2 separate regions of the Capsicum annuum genome follow, and region 1 is linked to region 2. A link is a contact called in public Hi-C data. All regions are on one chromosome and are shown on one strand. The core of a region is the stretch at or near the end of the contact, and the rest is flanking DNA. Distances in the headings are between cores, read along the strand shown. Region 1 overlaps LOC107871317. Region 2 holds the start of LOC107871315 (probable nucleolar protein 5-2).

Region 1 (2,746 bases), core at 186-2,685, 370 kb after region 2:
CATTTTTATACAATTTTTAACTACAATTATTATTTAGATACATATTTTACACGATTCTATATAGATTCTACATGCATTCTAAAAATGTATCAATCTAGTATAAGAGAGTATCAATTGAGTATATGGACACTGCAAGTGTATCAATGTAGTATAAAATTGTATTAATGTGGTATAAAAAAGTATCAATTGAATATAGGAACTGCATGTGCTTGCATAGAATTTTCCTTTCTTTTTTTAGAAAAGTGTATCAATATAGTATAAAAATGTATCAATTTGGTATAAAAGTGTATCAATTGAGTATAGAGACTGTATGTGACCAATTGAACCAAATGGCTAAAAAAAGGAATTAGCTTACTAAATATTACACAAATACACAACTTATGTTTCCAATATTACAAGAAATCCCAACTCCCTAAACATATTATAAAAATCCCAACATATACACAGAATTTTATGTATATGTTGGCTAAGTTATGTAAATTAATAGGGAGAGAGAGTAAAGTAATTAAAAAAAGTGGGAATAAATGTAATTACTTCCAAAGTATACATTAATTTAGCCGACTGAACAGCCCATGTCCACCTTTTCAAATGTGGACCAATTTTTTAAAAAATGAACAGCTCATGTCCTTTTCTCTTTTTCTAAAGTGTATTCTCTTTTTCTAAAGTGTATTTTTCAAAAAAAATATTTTTAGGAATTTCTTAGCTTCTAAAAAATATCATCTGCTACTTCCTAAACACACTTATTTTTTCTCAAAAGCTTATATGTCATTTATTTGACCAAGCTTCTAAAAATCAACTCATGTTGAGAAACTTTTCAAAAAATCACTTTTGATGAAAAATAATTAGTATTTGAGTAATATATTTTTAAAAAAAAAAAAAACACTTTTGAATAGTAATTAGTATTTGACCAAACTTCAGAAAGCGCCTTTAAGTATATTTTTTCGAAAGTGATTTTAAAAAATTACTTCTCATGAAAAGCTACTTTTTTTAGCTGCTGGAAAACTACTACTACTATCCAGAAGCACGAACTTTCTCCAAGTAACTTTGATCAAACACCTCAATAAACATCACTTTTTAAAAGAAATAAGCACTTTTAAAAAATATATATTTAACCAAACTATTAGTCAAATACCTCACGTTTTTAGAGTAATCACTTTTTAAAAAAAAAAAAAGGTACTTCTGAGAAAAAATAAGCCTGATCAAACAGACTATAAATCCTATTGGCTCTGCTGCGTTTACATTTTTGCCCGACGTCCCAACACCAGTGTCATCCTCATCCAAATAAGTAAGGACATGCAAACTGAAGAATGGAGGAAAAAGAAAAAGAAAGTTTGACAGCGAGGGGCAACTCGAATGGATCAATATTTGTAAAACGGGGCAAGGCATCAGCCGAGCCGACCCTCCGCTTTTCCACCTATTGCCATCCTTGCACATAGTGCCTTCAGTTGCATTCAAAACATACAAGACGAGCCCCAGAGGGTGGGGAGGGGCAGGGGTTAATAACAAAGAAAATGGGTGAGCTTCCCTTCCTTGATATGGCGGCATTTAATTAATAATGTCGATCTATCATGTACAAGTAACAACTGCAACAGATTATGACTTTTGACGATTTAAGTAGGAGCAACTACCAAATATTGGCCATGTCAACCATGCCTCTGGTATATCAGGGGTAGCTTTCACAGGACATCAGGTTCTTCAACTGGGCAAAATTCCCCAACCAGATGTTTCTAGAAGGAAAGCTTCTTCGTCCTAATCACCAGATTATCATCCCTCCGTCGGATATGCATTAACAACCAGTTACAGAGCTTACTAGATCACAGAAGTGAGGTGAAAACGTCAAAACAACAAGTAGCGACGCTTCAAGAAGCGCCAGACCCAAGGCTTGCAATGCTGCTCAAAGGTTAAAGGACTGTGTCCCATATGTTTTGCGATTCGCGACATCTCCGCTCAATTCATTCCCAGGAGTTAGACACGTCGCAGGTTTGCTACTCCCATTTGACATCGTAATACTCCCACTGGAATCCCGCCTGGCTTTGAAAACACCCCAGAGGTAATATTTACCCTGAAATCCTGTCGATTGACTTTCTCAAGCTGATTAACAATGAACCTCAGATAAAGCAAACCAAGAAGCCATACCTATATTTAATCTGATACACCATTAATTCAAGTTTATATTGTCTCATACGAGTTGGCAGGCTTATGAAGGTAAGAGTTAGAATTTTATTTATTATATTATATTACAAGTGGGTCCAAGCTTCCTAAAAATGCCAAATTTAAGAGTTTTCAAAAAGCATTAACCCATTGGCAAAATGGCAAGGTATAAACCTTCATCTTTTATAAGCATGGAAGACGCTGGTTTAATTTGTGGATTTTCTGATTAAATATAATAAGAAGCAACTTCCTAAAGAAATTGGCTTGATCCAATATGAGCATAGCTCACTCTGTGCTGTGCTTTGGCTCGAAAAATGGAACATTTGAAGTCCCCGTTCAAAGCCACAGGAAGGCACTGTGTCTCTGCCTAAACATTGTTTGGTAATCAAACCTTCTGGAGCTCCAATATATCCACTGACCATCAATCCTCAACTTCTTATTACCAAATCTCCTATCAATAGACAACGAAAATTCTCTATTTTCTTCCAATTTTTCCCCTTGAAGTTAACTACGTCATCAGTTTGAACTCTTTAAGAAGCACAAAAACATGGTCTCACGCTTAGCAAGCATATCATCTTTGGAGAAAGCCAAAATA
Region 2 (2,700 bases), core at 175-2,674:
GGGGAAAATATTAACCAAAGCGATAGCGATGTGGCGCTCCAAGATCGCGTTGGTACACTGTTTTAGGATTTCAAAGGAGCTTCAAACGAAGTTCGAAAAATTCGAAACTAGTCCGAGAACACCTATTGACCTTCCTAATCATGAATTAACTAAAATATAGACATTTAAAGGAATTTAAGGTCGCGAAATGAGATTGTCAACTTTCGAAGGCCTAAAAATAAACTAAGTCTGAATACTTAGCTAGAATTTTCTAAGTCTGAGACCCTTAACAAGCTTAAAGGACTGAATTAAGCTAGGAATTTTGCGGGGTCTTACACTAGTACAGGCCAAATATATGTTATTTTTAGTCTCAGTTTATGTGATATAAATAAATTTTGATAACTAATTATATGTTAAATATTTCTTTTAGATATTTTAAGTTGTTAGCTATTGTAATTTATAATAGTTTTTTGACATTATAATTTATTATTTTAAGTTGTTAACAATTATAATTTATAATAATCTCCTTGTCCAAACTTTTTAGCATTGATAGTCTATTATATTTTAAAAATAATTTAAGTTTTTAATTATTGAAATTTATAATACTTTTTCTTCTATTTCAATCTAAGTGACACTGATATAATTTTGAGAGTCAATCAAATATGATGATTGAAGTCGCAAAACAGACATGTCTTAAATGACTCATAATAACTTATTAGAAGTGATACAAGAAAATTACTATAAAAATAGTTGTCAAAAAAATTTAAGCGGGCCTCATATAAGATGTCAAGTTAATTTTAAACATCAATAGTTAATTTATTATTATTTTTATTTATTTTATTTTTTATTAAATATTATTTTTTAATAATTAATTAGGGATGAAATAGTAAAATTACGGTTGAACTAGCTGAAGCAGACATGTCATAAATGTCTATTTTAATTTTTCTATTAAATATTATTAATTTCTTAATACGTAAATGACATATAATAATCAATTAGGAAATAACTTATTAAAAGTGATATAAAAAAATTAATATAAAAAATAATTGTGAAAAAAATTTAGACGGGCCTTATATAAAATGTCAAGTTAATTTAAAACATTAATAGTTTGTTTATCATTTTTTTTGTTTATTTTATCTTTTTTATTAAATATATTTTTTTAATATTTAAATCACTTAAAGTAATTAATTAGGGATGAAATAGTAAAATTACGATTGAAGTAGCTGAAATAGACATGTCATAAATGTCTATTTTATATTTTTTATTAAATATTATTAATTTTTTAATACTTAACTGATACATATATAATAATTAATAAAGATGATATCGTAAAATATGACCACCATCACTTGTTTCCCTTCACGCTTCTATATAGTCAAAATAATATATAATTTAATGAAAGAAGCTGATATATGCTTACCGACATAAGTGTTCAAGAGTAGACAAATTCTTCAAGTTTTTTTTGCCTCTTCTTGTGCGCTATAATGTAACACAAATAACTGCTAATTCTAATAATAAAGAAATATAAAGGGAAAAAATTAACATATGACGTTTATTTAATTGTAATCAACATTTTACGGTGAAAATAAGAGAAAAGGTTAAACTAGGTGGGACAATAACCGATCTAAATTTAAATGGGTTGAACCAATTGGATATGATATTGACACCTTCATAGAGTTTGCTATTTTACCTCAAATATTAGAGTAAAACATTCCAGGATAGAAGTGTAAATATGGAATTATCGGGGGAGCAATAGAGCTAGTTACTGTTTTTGCAACAAAACCCATTGCCACCTCTCTAAAACCGTAGTACCTTCAATAGCATAGGCATACAGAGAAGGAAGTGAGGAGCTAAACCCTCTCTTACAGCTTCTTCCGTTTTCTCCCATTTGTTTTTTTGGCCAAAGAAGATGTTGGTATTGTTTGAAACGCCGGCAGGCTTTGCCCTTTTCAAAGTTCTGGATGAGGGAAAACTCTCCAAAGTTGAGGTATTTTCATTATTTATTTATTTATTTATTTATTTTGTGTTTTCTTGTTTTATTATAGAATTTTCTTTTTTGTCTGTGTTGTAGGATTTGTGGAAGGAGTTCTCCTCAACTGATTCTGCCAGAAAAGTACTTCTTCTTTAACCTGGTTTTTTTACTCATCAAGTTTAGCTCTAAAATCCGAGTCTTTTGATAAAACAAATATTTTATGTATTTATTGGTTTGTGTAGACATTGGGCGCAGTTAGCTCGGTATGATATACTGTGGTTAAAATTTTGAAAGTAAGAGCCGTTTGGATAAAATAAAAAAAGTGCTTATAAGCACTTGATTTTAAGCCAAAATGATAAAAGTAAGCCAAAAGCCAAAAGCCAAAAGCTAGAAATTCTAACTAATGGCTGGCAATCCAAACAGGCTCTAAAACACGTCAAGGAGAAATTTTGGCATAGCATGTTAAAAATTGGACAAAGCCAAGCACGGCTTTGTTGTTCTCTATGTTGGTTTGGTAAACACAAGCTACTTTATTAGACACACTCCAACCATGGTCTTTTTTTATCTTTTTTTTTTAATAAATAAATTATGCTTAGTTGATGTTGGGGATACGACATACCTAAAGTTTCAACTTTATGTTTCGTAAATTCTACATTTACGTGATTGGTTGGTACGGAAACAGGTTGTGAAGCTAAAAGCTTTCTCTAAGTTTGAGAACACCTCAGAAGCTCTATCAGCAGCTACGCTGT

Evidence for each region. A called contact is a pair of places that touch in the nucleus more often than the background predicts.
Region 1: a Hi-C map of leaf shows a contact between it and region 2, with 3 times the contacts expected there. The contact joins the enhancer-like site here to the promoter of LOC107871315 in region 2. A contact is called at or near these places in 3 of 5 Hi-C or Micro-C datasets (bud, leaf and placenta).

Annotation. Positions count from the first base shown.
Region 1 is chr12:159,031,851-159,034,596 of UCD10Xv1.1, forward strand. It overlaps LOC107871317, which reads right to left. Exons shown (of 6, transcript XM_016718211.2): 6 at 1,316-2,070. The coding sequence ends at 1,895. Among protein-coding and RNA genes, the nearest start is that of LOC107871317, 15 kb to the right of the region's middle. Within about 2 kb of position 1,436, at least 3 of the 5 cell types and tissues checked have an H3K27ac peak or open chromatin away from gene starts, as enhancers often do. A contact at or near this core is called in leaf, where this site is marked.
Region 2 is chr12:158,659,110-158,661,809 of UCD10Xv1.1, forward strand. LOC107871315 (probable nucleolar protein 5-2) reads left to right here and starts at 1,425. Exons shown (of 8, transcript XM_016718209.2): 1 at 1,425-1,966; 2 at 2,051-2,092; 3 at 2,634-2,700. The coding sequence starts at 1,889.